2 separate regions of the Danio rerio genome follow, and region 2 is linked to region 1. A link is a contact called in public Hi-C data. All regions are on one chromosome and are shown on one strand. Each heading gives the region's core, a stretch centred on a gene start, on an enhancer-like site or on the middle of the called end of the contact. The rest is flanking DNA. Distances are from core to core; before and after follow the strand shown.

Evidence for each region. Hi-C and Micro-C count contacts between places; a contact is called where the count stands out from the background.
Region 2: a Hi-C map of skeletal muscle shows a contact between it and region 1, with 1.9 times the contacts expected there. The contact joins the promoter of mnta here to the enhancer-like site in region 1. A contact is called at or near these places in 10 of 18 Hi-C or Micro-C datasets (caudal fin, embryo, fibroblasts and 4 more) and 2 of 4 datasets of contacts at active chromatin or transcription factors (caudal fin and gastrula embryo).

What each region holds. Positions count from the first base shown.
Region 1 is chr15:27,644,503-27,651,238 of GRCz12tu, forward strand. It overlaps slc35f2l (info solute carrier family 35 member F2, like), which reads left to right. Exons shown (of 8, transcript XM_017351066.4): 8 at 1-1,562. mnta (MAX network transcriptional repressor a) reads right to left here. Exons shown (of 6, transcript XM_009291752.5): 5 at 5,737-5,929; 6 at 1,912-4,954. The coding sequence ends at 4,215. LOC141377846 (a long non-coding RNA gene) reads right to left here. Exons shown (of 3, transcript XR_012390868.1): 3 at 6,575-6,736. Among named protein-coding and RNA genes, the nearest start is that of slc35f2l, 20 kb to the left of the region's middle. Within about 2 kb of position 2,704, at least 50 of the 62 cell types and tissues checked have an H3K27ac peak or open chromatin away from gene starts, as enhancers often do. A contact at or near this core is called in skeletal muscle, where this site is marked.
Region 2 is chr15:27,679,172-27,685,524 of GRCz12tu, forward strand. mnta (MAX network transcriptional repressor a) reads right to left here and starts at 2,629. Exons shown (of 6, transcript XM_009291752.5): 1 at 2,366-2,629. The coding sequence starts at 2,438.

The DNA of each region.
Region 1 (6,736 bases), core at 1,454-3,953:
GGCCATTTTTTTCTGACCTCTGGCATCATCAAGGCATTTGTGCCCACAGAACTGCCGCTCACTGGATATTTTCTCTTTTCAGATTCTTCTCTGTAAACCCTAGAGATGATTGTGCCCGAAAATCCCAGTAGATCAGCAGTTTCTAAAACAATCAGACCAGCCAATTTTTGGCAGCATTTGCATCATTTTACAGTTTTAGATATTCTTAACGTTTATAAAAAAAATACACAATAATTATTAATAATTTTTACTTACATAAAATCAACATAAATAAACTTTCTACTCTTGAAAGATGCTTTTTTAAAGTTTTTTTTTTTCATTTCCAAACCTTATTTTATCATTGACTTGTATTTTAATGATCGTGCAAAATCTATGTTACATGTTATTTGTGTCCGTGTTGTTTAGATTTTTCCTTTTTACTTTACTGCAACAACAATTAAAACACACAAATTCTACTGTGCATACGAGGTTTAATCTGCAGCTGAAATTCACAAATGTGCCCTAAAATATTTCCCTGGAATTCATAATCCAGTTTTTCAAGATTCAAGATAATTAGCTGTTTAAGGTTCAATAAATTTCAATAATTAATACAAAAAAGGGGGGGGCTTCATGGGGGCGCAGCAGGTAGAACGATCGCCTCACAGCAAAAAGGTTGCTGGTTCGAGCTGGGTCAGTTGGTATTTGTGTGTGGAGCTTGCATGTTCTCCCCAAGTTGGCGTGGATTTCCTTCGGGTGCTCTGGTTTCCCCCACAGTCCAAAGACATGCGGTACAGATGAATTGGGTAGGTTAAATTGGCCACACAGTATATGTGTGAATGAGTGTGTATGGATGTTTCCCAGTGATGGCTTGTGGCTGGAAGAGCATCCACTGCGTAAAACATTTGCTGGATAAGTTGGCGGTTCACACCAATGTGGCGACCTCAGATTAATAAAGGGACTAATAATAATAAAGCCGAAAAGAAAATGAATGAACAAAAAAGGCAAAAATAAGTAATAATAATCAGACAAACCTTTACAAAATCAATTGTGTCTGCTGTTTTACTCCCAATTCTGTAAAATGACAATGACAAAGCAATAAATAAATGTATCAAGAGTTTTTTTTTATTCAACATTTGTTCTTTTATTTATTTTTGCTCCTCTCATAACATAATTGACAGTTAGGTCTATACGCAGCCCCAAATTTACAGGCTATATACAACTTGAACTTTCTCCATAGGGAAAACACACTATATATACGCATATATATATATATATATATATAATATCAGTGTGGAAAGAGGTCTGAAAAGTTGCCCCAACATATATATTTATATATAACTGTACATGGTCCCAGAAAATTTAAAAAGAACATATTTTTAAAAGGTCAGCACAGAAACAGGAATCATCCATCTACATGCCAAAACAGCCACGACAATTTGTCTAAGAATGTGTACATCCTACAGAGTGTAAATACACAAAACTAACTGACAACCTAAATAAAACGTAAAATAAAAGCTCATTCTCTCTCTCTCTCTCTCTCTCTCACACACACACACACACACACACACACACACACACACACACACACACACACACACACACGTACGTACAAAACACACACAAACAAAGAAAGCAAATCAAATGCAGGGACTCTTGCGCAACACAATGCTAGTGTGATTTGTAAACCTGGTTTGGGACAACAGACTGGATCACAGTGTTAGTTTAAAGTTGTATTCCTTGCTTTTTTAATCTACCTGCAGAAGTGTGTCTGGCTCAATAAAGAAATCTTCCCATCCACGCATAATTCCTCCATTTCTCACACTCACACAGCTGTCCTGAAGCTTAAAGATGTTCATTAAAGAAACATGAGGTCACATCCATCCACATTTCACTTGCACCGTAATATTATTAAAGGGATCGTTCACTCAAAAATTTTAACTCTAGCTTTATTCGTTTCTTCACAAAAGAAGATAGTTTGAAGAATGTTAGAAATCGATAATCATTGACTTCCATAGTATTTGTTGTTCCTACTATGGACATAGCGTTGGGCCAATAAACGATATTATATCAAACCGCAATAACATTCATGTCAATAACAATGATAAGCTCTGGACTTTTTTACTCTATATTGATCTAAGAGCCAATCACACAGCAGAAATGTGTAACAATGGGAATCTAAAAGTGTGTTGATATTAAAGATGTATCGAATTTTTGGCCACCGAAAAGTCAATCGTTACAGGTTTACAACATTTTTCTAAATATCTCCTTTTGTGTGCAATTAAAAAAGAAATTTAAACTGGTTTGGAATGAGTAAATATTAAGTAAATAATGTCCGAATTGTTGGGTGAACTAGCCCTTTAAATCACAAACAGACACATACATAAAGCTTCTGTGATGTATTTGCCACACACACACACACACACACACAATTATGAATGCGTGTCATTTTAACTTATTTGCTACATGAAAACGTTCTGCACATGTAATCTCCGACATTAATCACCAGTGGCGAGATGAAGGCATTGAATGTGATGGAATACATTCAGAGAGACTTCCAGAACAATGTTTGCGCCAGCGAATGATTGTGTTAGCACTCGACGGATGTGAATTCATACTAGCGCACAGCTCAATTGAAGAAGGTGGCCTTGTTAGTGAATAAGTTAAGAGTGCATTTGCAACAAGAGCACAATAGAGGGCGACTGTGCAGCATTGAACAGGACTCCAGATCGACGAGGTTAAAGGCACTGCTGTCAGATTCCCGATGACCCACGTGACTGTCACACAACAGTAGTGTCTATGCCAGCTAGAGCACTACAGATAAGAAATCATGTAAACTCCGCAAAAGAAAGAGAGAAACATCTCACATATGCTCCAGGTGTCAAAAATGAGAGGTCAACTTGTGTGATTGACTACTAAACGAGGAAAAAACCTAAACTAATCTTGTTTTAGGAGGGTTTGTTTGTAACTGTTTCCCTCAGAAGCGTCGTCTTCTGAAAGTATTGTCATTTAGGCTATATTAAAGTGATGGACTACCCAAAAAAATTAAATTTACTCACCATTTATTCTCCCTCGTGTGGTAACGAAACTTTCTTTTTTCTGTTGAACACAAAAGAAAATAATTTTTTAAGTGTTGGAAACCGCTAGCCGTTTATTGTTAACATACTATGGAGGTCAAGCATCTACTGGTTTCCATTTGCTTGTGTTCGACAAAAAAAGGCTTAAAACAAGTAGAGGGAGAGTAAATGAAGACCAAACTTGTATTGTAAATATCATAACTTAAAAAAATCATTCTATAGTTAAAAAATAATAATGATTCGAAACAATCTTTTTTGCTGTGTAATTTTGATGCTACTGTACGTCTTGCATCAACTACAGTGGTAAAACATGACATCATGCTGTCCAGGTAAGTTGATATTAAAATGCTGATTCCCCCTCAAATTTATTCACTCTCATGTTTTTTGCAAACATCTACGACTTTTCTGCAAAATATAAAACGATGTTGTGTTCGAAATCAAACAAACGCTGAAAAACTGTATGCCAAAAGAGCAGTACATCCAAATGAATATAAAAAAGTAGGCGAAAAGTACCCTAATGCAAGTATGCCCAAAAATCATTCATATTAAGCATATTCATACTTAACACAAACATTCATTCAAATTCAAACAAACGACATACTGCGACAACATTCCATGCACAGCTAAACTTTTTTGTTAGGCGCACTGAAAGATAACAGGGTGTAAAAACACATTGGACCCTATTGACTTTTAGTGTATATCAAATAAACTAATCATATTCAAGCTTTGCAGAAGAAAGTTAGTCAGGTTGAAACAACATGAGGCTGAATAAATATATATATTTTTGGTCTACATCAGACACCAGACAGTACACTAAACCTGGTCTAGCAGGAGCATTCACATGAGGTGTGCTGTTAGTGTGAGGTATAATGGGGCTGCCTTTAAAACCAGTAGTCACACATTATAGGCTGGCTGACAGTCAATTTAGGCTGGGATCGGACCACAGTTTCATCAAAACACACTTCTCTAGCGCTCTGAACTGTGCCCACACATACACGTAGAACATATCTTGTCTTATATAATCACTATATAGTATTAGACATTCAATAAACTCTTTGTGTCGCTTTAGATACTTTCTTTTCCATTTGGAATGTACTGTAGCTTTATAGTGTCTGCAGTCTTGAATGGGGCGGAAGTGTCTTTGCGTGATTGGTCAGCGCTTTAGGCCAGCTTTAGCGTGCTGACTGGGAAGGAGGGCATGGTCACCATGGTGACCGGATTCAGGACGGTCTGGCCCACCAGCTGAGGGTGATGAGCGACGACTTGCGCGCCCACCGGCGTCTGTTTGGCCATGATGGCGGCTTGCGCGGAGGGTGCAGCCGTGCCGTTGATCTGGGCATGAGAGAGTGTGTGCGCGATGTGGCTCATGACCGCCGGCTGCGTGACGGTGACCGGCTGAGGGTAGATTCCTGGCAGGTGGGCGACAGTGATGTGGCTGATGGATTGAGGTCCGGGTGCCAGCTGAACGGGGCTGGAGGAGGAAGGAGCGATATGGGCCATGTGTTTGGATGCGGGCTGAATGACGTGGTTGACTGTTTGGATGACGGAGGCATGTGACGCTGATCCCGCATGGGCGATGACTGAGGGCTGCAGGCTGGCAGCGGTCACTATATGGGTGTGGGCTGGAGGTAGGGTTTGGGGAGCAGGAGCAGATGCCAGGCCATTAGGAGTTGAGGATAAAGTTGTGATCGGGGTGGCTGCGGCAATGGGGGACAATTGAGCCGAGGGCATGGGGAGTTTAGACTGTTTATGTGGGATATGGATGTGTTGTGTTAGAAGGGACGACAAGGGGTGAGATTTCTTTAACTCGGGCTGAAGCGCAGCAGGCACTTTGGGTAAGGCGGTGGGCATGGAGGATAAGCTGTCGTCATCGATGTCTTCATCAAAGTTGTCTTCACCTTCTGTAGAGATTGACAAAACAAAACAAAAAAAAGATTTCTTTTAGTTAAAAAAGGATAAAAATGAGTGGCTTTTGCTTGATTTGTATTAGATTTTAATCAATGTAGTGTTCTTTTATAAGTGTTAGCAGAAAGCTAGTGTTGGTAAGATTTAATAATTCAATTCAAGTTTACTTTTGTAGCCCTTTCACAATAATTAATGCATGATCCTCCTGAAATCATTCTTATATGCTGATTTGGATCTCAAGAAACATTTCTTCATCAACTATGAGCTGCTTTATATCTTTGTGAAAAACGTGTAAGAAGTTTTAGTTGACTATAGGGTTCAGAGGAAACAACATTTATCTGAAATGCCTTTAAAATTGTGTAATTAATGGTTGTGTATGCAAAAATGTACACACACTCTATTATGAACAGATTAAGGATAGCGATTACTTCATAATATACATAATGTTAATCAAACTTAAAGACGATAAGTATTTAGAAATCAAAGCAATTCTACCTGCTTGCTACAGTAAAGGATTTGGACATTGGCTGCTGCTGCTGCTCATTTATGTGCTAAAGAGATCATTAAGGCAGCATGTGTGCACACAATTTTAAAATGAAGACCAAGAGAACTGACATCTGGAAGAGAGACATACTTTTGTGTGCATATGTGATTCAAATACCTATTTAAATAACTTGTTGATAAATCCCTTTTTTATTGTCTTCGCAACTTCAACTAACAAAAGCAATCATTATAGGAACATTTTTCATTTCCATGGACAGCGTTTTGCAGGATTTACCAGAGGCAGTGGAGGTAGAGGCCTGGTCATCATCAGGCTGGACGGTCTGTCGGAGAAGGCGGTCGATCTCCATCACGTCCAGTCTCTGGCTCAGCTCGTTCTTCAGCTCAGCCAATCTCTGCTGCAGGGCGATCTTCTCCCGTGCTAGACGCTCCATCTCATGCTCATAGTCCTTCTCCTTCCTCTTCAGCGTCTGTGGGAAATATGGAGAAATACAGAACATTCAGAGCTGGCAGGTGCACTGAAAATGTGTAAAAGGCACAACTTGAAGGATTCAATGTCAGCTCACCGTGCAGGAAAGTCAACATATAATACATTCCCTGTCACTTAGAGGTGGTGCTGTTTTCCTTCATACACCTCTCTTATTAAAGAAGTCTAGCTAAAGCGAAAGTAAAACAACACAGAAAAAAAAGGAACTGGTGAGAGACACAAACAGCTGGATGAGTTACAACTTGAAACAAAAATACATGTTGTTACACTGTTGGTATCATGTTCACAAACTAGAAATGCAGAATAGTTTAATGAATCCAGTGTTTCTTTTGGTTAAAAAAATACATAATTACAATATAATTTTTTAAATTTATGTTTATTTCCGTTTTTATACACACACACGCGTGCGTACACACACAGAGAGAGAATTGTTAGTGCCAAGTAACACAATTTACCACAATAGTTTATATAATTATTTATGTATAATGTATTGTATACACACTTTCCATTCATAAAATGGGTACATTTTACAATGCTTATTTTATATGCTTAATGCTTATTTTATTTTTATATTTTATATATTATATTTATATTTTATATATATATTATTTTTATATTTTTATATTTTATATGCTTAATGATTTTTTTTATTTAATTCATGGAAGCATAACATACATAGTACTTTATGTATTAATTATTATTAACATATTATATTACATTATTACACTGTACATGATGTGTGTATATGTATATATAATACCAATGTATTTATGAAGTGAGAAAGTATATT
Region 2 (6,353 bases), core at 1,379-3,878, 35 kb after region 1:
AAATTAAGAAACAGAAGAAAACAAACAGGAATGCGTTTATGACTGGGATAATGGCATCTGCTTCTTCAAAAGCACTAATAGATGAATATCAAAGGAAAACAATACAGCAGTAATGTGGGAATATTTTGGTTTCAAAGTCACAGGCACAACACAAAAACAGGTCATTCTTAAGAGCTGTCACAGAATTGTTCTCACGGCTTAAAGATTATTGAGATGAAGCTTGACTACAAAATCAAATCTCAATATCTGTCAAAAAAATCTCAATTAGATATTTTCCCCAAAACCGCACAGCCTTGGCGCCGGCCAACGCCAAGAATTGCTTAAATTAATCATTATAAATTTAATTTACTAATTTTCTATCATATGTTGTAAAATCGGCAGCTCATTCCACTGTGGCAATAATTAATAAAGGGACTAAGCCAAAAAGAAAATGAATGAATGTTGTAAAATCTGTCTATAACTGTTTAGATTTTAATGTTATTACGTTTTTTAAAACCAAGGGCCCTCACGAAAAATGGAACGTTCCTTACATACTGCACATACAAATACCAAAATCTAATCGCAAATATGGCTTATTAACGGTACATATAGTTAGTCTGTGAACTTTTCATTTGTGAATTTATTGTATTTAATTTGTTAATTTGATAAAGGTTCCACTTAAAATATATTATTAACATGCAGTTTATTTATAAAAAAATCTTCAGTGAAAAAAATATATACAGTTTAAGTCAGAATTACAAGGCCCATATGAATTTTTTTTCATTATTTCCCAAATTATGTTTAACAGAGCAAGGAATTTTTCACAGCATGTCTGATAATATTTTTTCTTCTGGAGACAGTCTTATTTGTTTTATTTCAGCTAAAATAAAGACACGTTTTAATTTTTTAAAAACCATTTTAAGGTCAAAATGATTAGCTACTTTAGGCTAAATATTTCCTGATAGTTTACAGACCCAATTACCCTAACCTGCCTAGTTAACTTAATTAACCTAGTTAAGCCTTTAAATGTCACTTTAAGCTGTATAGAAGTTTCTTGAAAAATATCTGGTCAAATATTATTTACTGTCATCATGGCAAAGGTAAAGTAAATCATTTATAAGAAATAAGTTCTTAAAACTATTGTTTAGCAATGTGTTGAGAAAATCTCTCTGTTAAACAGAAATTTGGGGAAAATATAAATAGGGGGCGAATAGTTCTGACTTCAACTGTATAAATACATATACATCTATAGAGAAATATAATGTTTGTGTTTCAATGCTTTGGGGCCCATACCTGGAATTGCATAAGGCCTTCAAAACAACCAAATCCAACGCTGAGACTTCAATAAAAACTAGATCGATTTAATATTCAATATTCTCATTATTTTACAATCAGTTACCAAAATGTATTCTGCCTTTTATTTGCATATTTTCGACGATTAACTAATAAAACGTCTAAATTTTGTGATTGCACGATCACCCCTAAATACACAAATATGTGAATACTACATTTTTAGAGACCAACACGATGATCCCAAGCCGGAGGAGTGCGTTATATAACTGCAGAACATTTTGGAAAAGCAGGCAGGGGGTTACTGTCCTACTTTCTCTTTGGTTGTAAAGCCCCTCCCGCACAGAGCAGCGCCTGCCGCGCACATGGAACATCGGGGGAGGGGTTCTGTCCACGCGGATCGCAGAGGAGGGCGTGAATACACCAGACACGTCAACTGGGCGTGACAAAGCGGACACGTCACCGAGCCTCTACAGAAAGCGCCAGCGAACGCACGCAGCGCGGGAGCGAAAACAATAGTGAGAAATGCATAAAAACGTAAACTATTGCACTGAAGAACAACATGTGGAAAGTAATCACAACATTGGGTCAATTACTGCCTACAAAGGGGAAGCGAATGAAAGCTGCGTAATGTGATCCCCTAATCATTATATAAAGCGCAACTGGCACTCGCGCACGTACTTGTAAGCCACCGCCCTTAAAAGCAAGCAGGTATGTTTTCCTACATGAACACTGCGTTGAATGAAGTGATCGACCGTGAACTATCTCAACAATTAAAGCAAGAAACACACATTCTCCTCCTTTTAACACACAACTGTCGCTATGCGGAAAACGCCGGCTTACAACTGACACACAGCAAGTACGCGTAGGAAGATTACATTGCAGTTTTGCAGACTCTGTTGTTTTTAGGAGGATATTATAACGTTAATGTTGAATGTCACGCACAGCACGCAGCCCTGCTTTTACGCGGACTGTGGCAAACCGTGCAACAATGTCTCGCATTAACCTGCTACAACATTATACAGCAATACTGATACATTAAAGTGACTCTCTGTCTGTCACAAAGGTTTATGTGCTCAAATTTTTCATTTCTTACCACGTGCTTTCTGTTGTTGCAGGGCTTGCAATTCCAAAAACTTCGCCGCCTCTAAAAGCGTCTCGATACTCATCTCGGTTTTGTTTTATGGTCCAAGAAACGATTGGAGAAATGAATCAGCTCTCTGGATTCAAACGCTTCAGTTCGGGACCCAATCTTCTCGTCTGTTTAATAAAATAATAATAAAATAAAAGGAAAGACGTGACTGGATCCCCCGTGAAGTCACACTCTTCCACGCACGTAGAGGAGTCACAACAAGATGGCGGGTTATTCAGTCAACATATCGGGCCATTGTACAGACAGCTCGGCCACGCCCCCTGCTTCAGTGACCCCGCCCTACACATGCTGGGCTTTCAAAACACGGACATGGATATTTCTTATCAACGCGTTTATTCGACGAATTACACGAAAACTAAACATTGAATACAATCAGTGACTTGTATACTAATGTATTACACATATGTTGGCTAAAAGGACGAAAGCGGACCGCCCTAAAATAGAAATGTCAAATCCAGGTTTTGCGCAATACACCTACACACACCACGCCTCTGCGTCATTAATAAAACATGAGCTCAAAGCAGCCAATAGGAAAGCAGACACACAAGGCATGGTATCTGCTCACATGGGTGTCATTCTGCGCGTCTCGCACGCCAACAACTGAGAACGAAAACGCAACCTGCAGACCGACCCGATGACGTGCTGTTTGTGATGCAGCCACGATTCAAACACACTGCGAGTATCGATTAACAGTCTGCTGTGAACAACTTCTACAACAGATAAACAACACAACAGTAGTAGAAAACATTAGGATTTAAATATCTGCCTATGAAGCAATGGACATATTCAGATACAGTTATGAAATTGTTGATTTGGAATGGATCCATATATTAAAATATAATTTGTATGTATTGAGTCTGCAAATTACAGCAAAAAGGTACATTTTGATCATTTGTTTTTACTATTTAAATATTGTTTTCTATCTAAATATACTTTATTTAAGCCCATAGCCAGCCTATTAAAAGGGGTGGTTCTTTTTTCTCAAAAAGTGGACCTTATGCAGTTAATTGAGGTTCAAATACTGCATTTAGTCGCATTTTAAGCACTAATTTGTGCTGGATTAGCTTTATCATTTCCACACTTTTTAATGCAAAAAATACTTTTCACATTTTTGTCAAAGTGCTTATCATATTATTTTTTTTCTTTTACAAAATGTGTTTATTTACATACGTGCATTTAAACTATGTTATATTACTAAGTTACAATGTTATATTACTAACATATAATGTAATAAGGTTAGAATTTTAGAAATATGAAAAATACTTTTTTTTGCATGCAAATTTGTCATGCATCAGAAAATGTGAATCTGTTAAAACTTAAAAAAAAATAAAAATAAAAATAAATTAGCCAATAAGCAAATAACAAACTGGCCAGCTCATTTTCTCAGTCTGAATTTGTCTATTTAAATAATAAAAGCCTTCTTTTATTGGTTATTTTCACAATTTATGATGGCATACTGTCAAAAATGGGACAAATGAGCTCATTCAGGGGCCAAATTTTGGACTTTGTCAGAGAAGGGGTGGGTCTTTAGAATGGAATTTACACACACACACACACACTATGCATCTTTTTTTGCCTTTCACTACTACTAAATTCTTAGATCAGAAATAAATCCAGCATATTGACACTGGTCTGTCATTTTTAGCAATATACAGGGCTTCACTCTGCAGTCTTGTTTTCACTGGAGATCCTATCAAAGTAGCACAGACTGTGCTGCCATGAAACATGCACTGACTGAATAAAGGCAAAGTCATGTGACCGTATCTATGGTGACCACTGAGACAGTGAACTGCAGGACAGTAGGGAGTCTTCAAGAGGAGAGAGAAAGAGAAACAGATTGAGAACACATACCATTATCAATGTTGAAGAGCATTCATTTATATATATATATATATATATATATATATATATATATATATATATATATATATATATATATATATATATATATATATATATATATATATATATATAGCATGGGCTGGTGTAATATTCTGACATGAAAACCTTAGATAAAAATATTACAGTATCACGGTATTGTGGTTCCTGCTCTATAATATCGTTTTAATGGTCTGGGTAATAAACAACAACTTTTTTCCTCTTTGAACACAATATATTTGCTTTTGAGAAACATTTAAAATATTTTGGAGCAGTAAACATGTCAGGCTAAATAATTCAAATGAATCCTTGACTTCTGCTGTCTTCATTTACTTAAAAAAACACACAGTTTTTTTTACAATTTACAACAGAATCTTTAGGTGTCTTTTCTGCTGAAGATGCTGTTGTCCTAAAAAAAACAAAACAAAACAAAAAATCTTCCACATACCGTAAGAATGGTAAAGCAAAAAATTTGGAATGGTCCTATGCCTAATATACACACACACACACTGCATGGGTCTGTTTATATAACATAATAACACAGACGAGATAAGAACATCTAGATATTTACAGCTATAGGGAAAAACACACTTCTCACCCTTTTGCCACTGAATTTTTCAAAGCAACGCATTCAGTTTCTTTTAAAACGACTTTAAAAACAGCAGAAGCCTTTTAGTATACATCTCTCTGATGGAAAAAAACAGCTTTCCACTCGAGTTTCACAATCCTGTGCATGTGGTTGACTTATACGTACATCAAGTCATTCTTCATTTCCTTCTAATCACTTGAAAAGGTCAAAGCAAACACACTTAAAGCTCTCATGCTTTCTTATGACTCTCACATGCATGGTGAACAGTGGGAGAGAGGCGTTAGTTTGTTTACCCTGTATGTGCTTCATGTGAGTGGCGCTGCACATTATCGGCTCGTGCTCCTGTCGGTCACCGCTGAGACTCTTCCTGTTGAGAAGAAGCCCCGCTCCTCTCAGGACGTCTGAACGCACTCAAACTTCCTGTCCAATAAGCAACAGGGCATTCCAGAGAAGGGAAACGCAGAAGAACAGCTCCAGCTATTGTTGTAATATTTGGATATTTTTAAATATATATATATATATATATATATATATATATATATATAAAATTTTATTTTTATTTTTTTTGACTGTTTGACTGTTAGGGTGAATTCGGGTAATCTGGGACACTTTTTGCAATTTTGACTTCGGCTCTCTATTTCAATGTCTGTCTAACTAATTAGAACCACATATGAGACTTTTCTGAAATCCCTAAGATGTTTTCTAACCACCCAAGAAAATCTAGGTTAACAGTGTTAATTTAAATTCGTATTTAATATATTAATATTTAATTAAAACAACTACTTATAATTCAAGAAATGCAAAACATTAGTTGATATTAATGTATTTAAATTTTCTGAGAATTATTTATTTTTCTGCAATAAATATTACGAAGTTTTCAGGAAGAGAAATTAATAACAATGCAAAAATGCTTTTCTTACTTTGCTTTGTCTCATTTCTAGTCCAAATTTAAAAAAAAAATCAAGTAAAAATATTGTTTTGTTTTAAAATTCTGATAAAATAAGGCAAAATTAAGAGTTTTTTCTTAAAACAACCCAAATAATCTGCCAGTGAGTTAAGTTATTAATCTCGTTTTCGCTAAGAAATGTGAATATTTGGACTAAAAACAAAGACAAAAAACTTTTTTGTTGCATAAATCATATGAAATCTGTATAAATACATTGATTAAATACAATTATGTGCCTCCTAGGATCCGTTCTTCATACCTTGCTTAAATGATTTAACAAATCCTGGATCTGTTAATCTTGATACCTGATTTCTGGCTAATTTGGTTCTTCAAACAAGTTTGTGAATCAGATTAATTTTTCTGGATGAACTGATCTGAGATCGCTATGTGTGATGTGAAGAACTGATCTATCAATCCTGGAAATCATGATCAGTAGTGCAGCGATTGGCTGATGGCACAGCAGTGTAATGACATCATCTGATTAATATTCAATTATCCATGTGAGCAAAGTGACATAA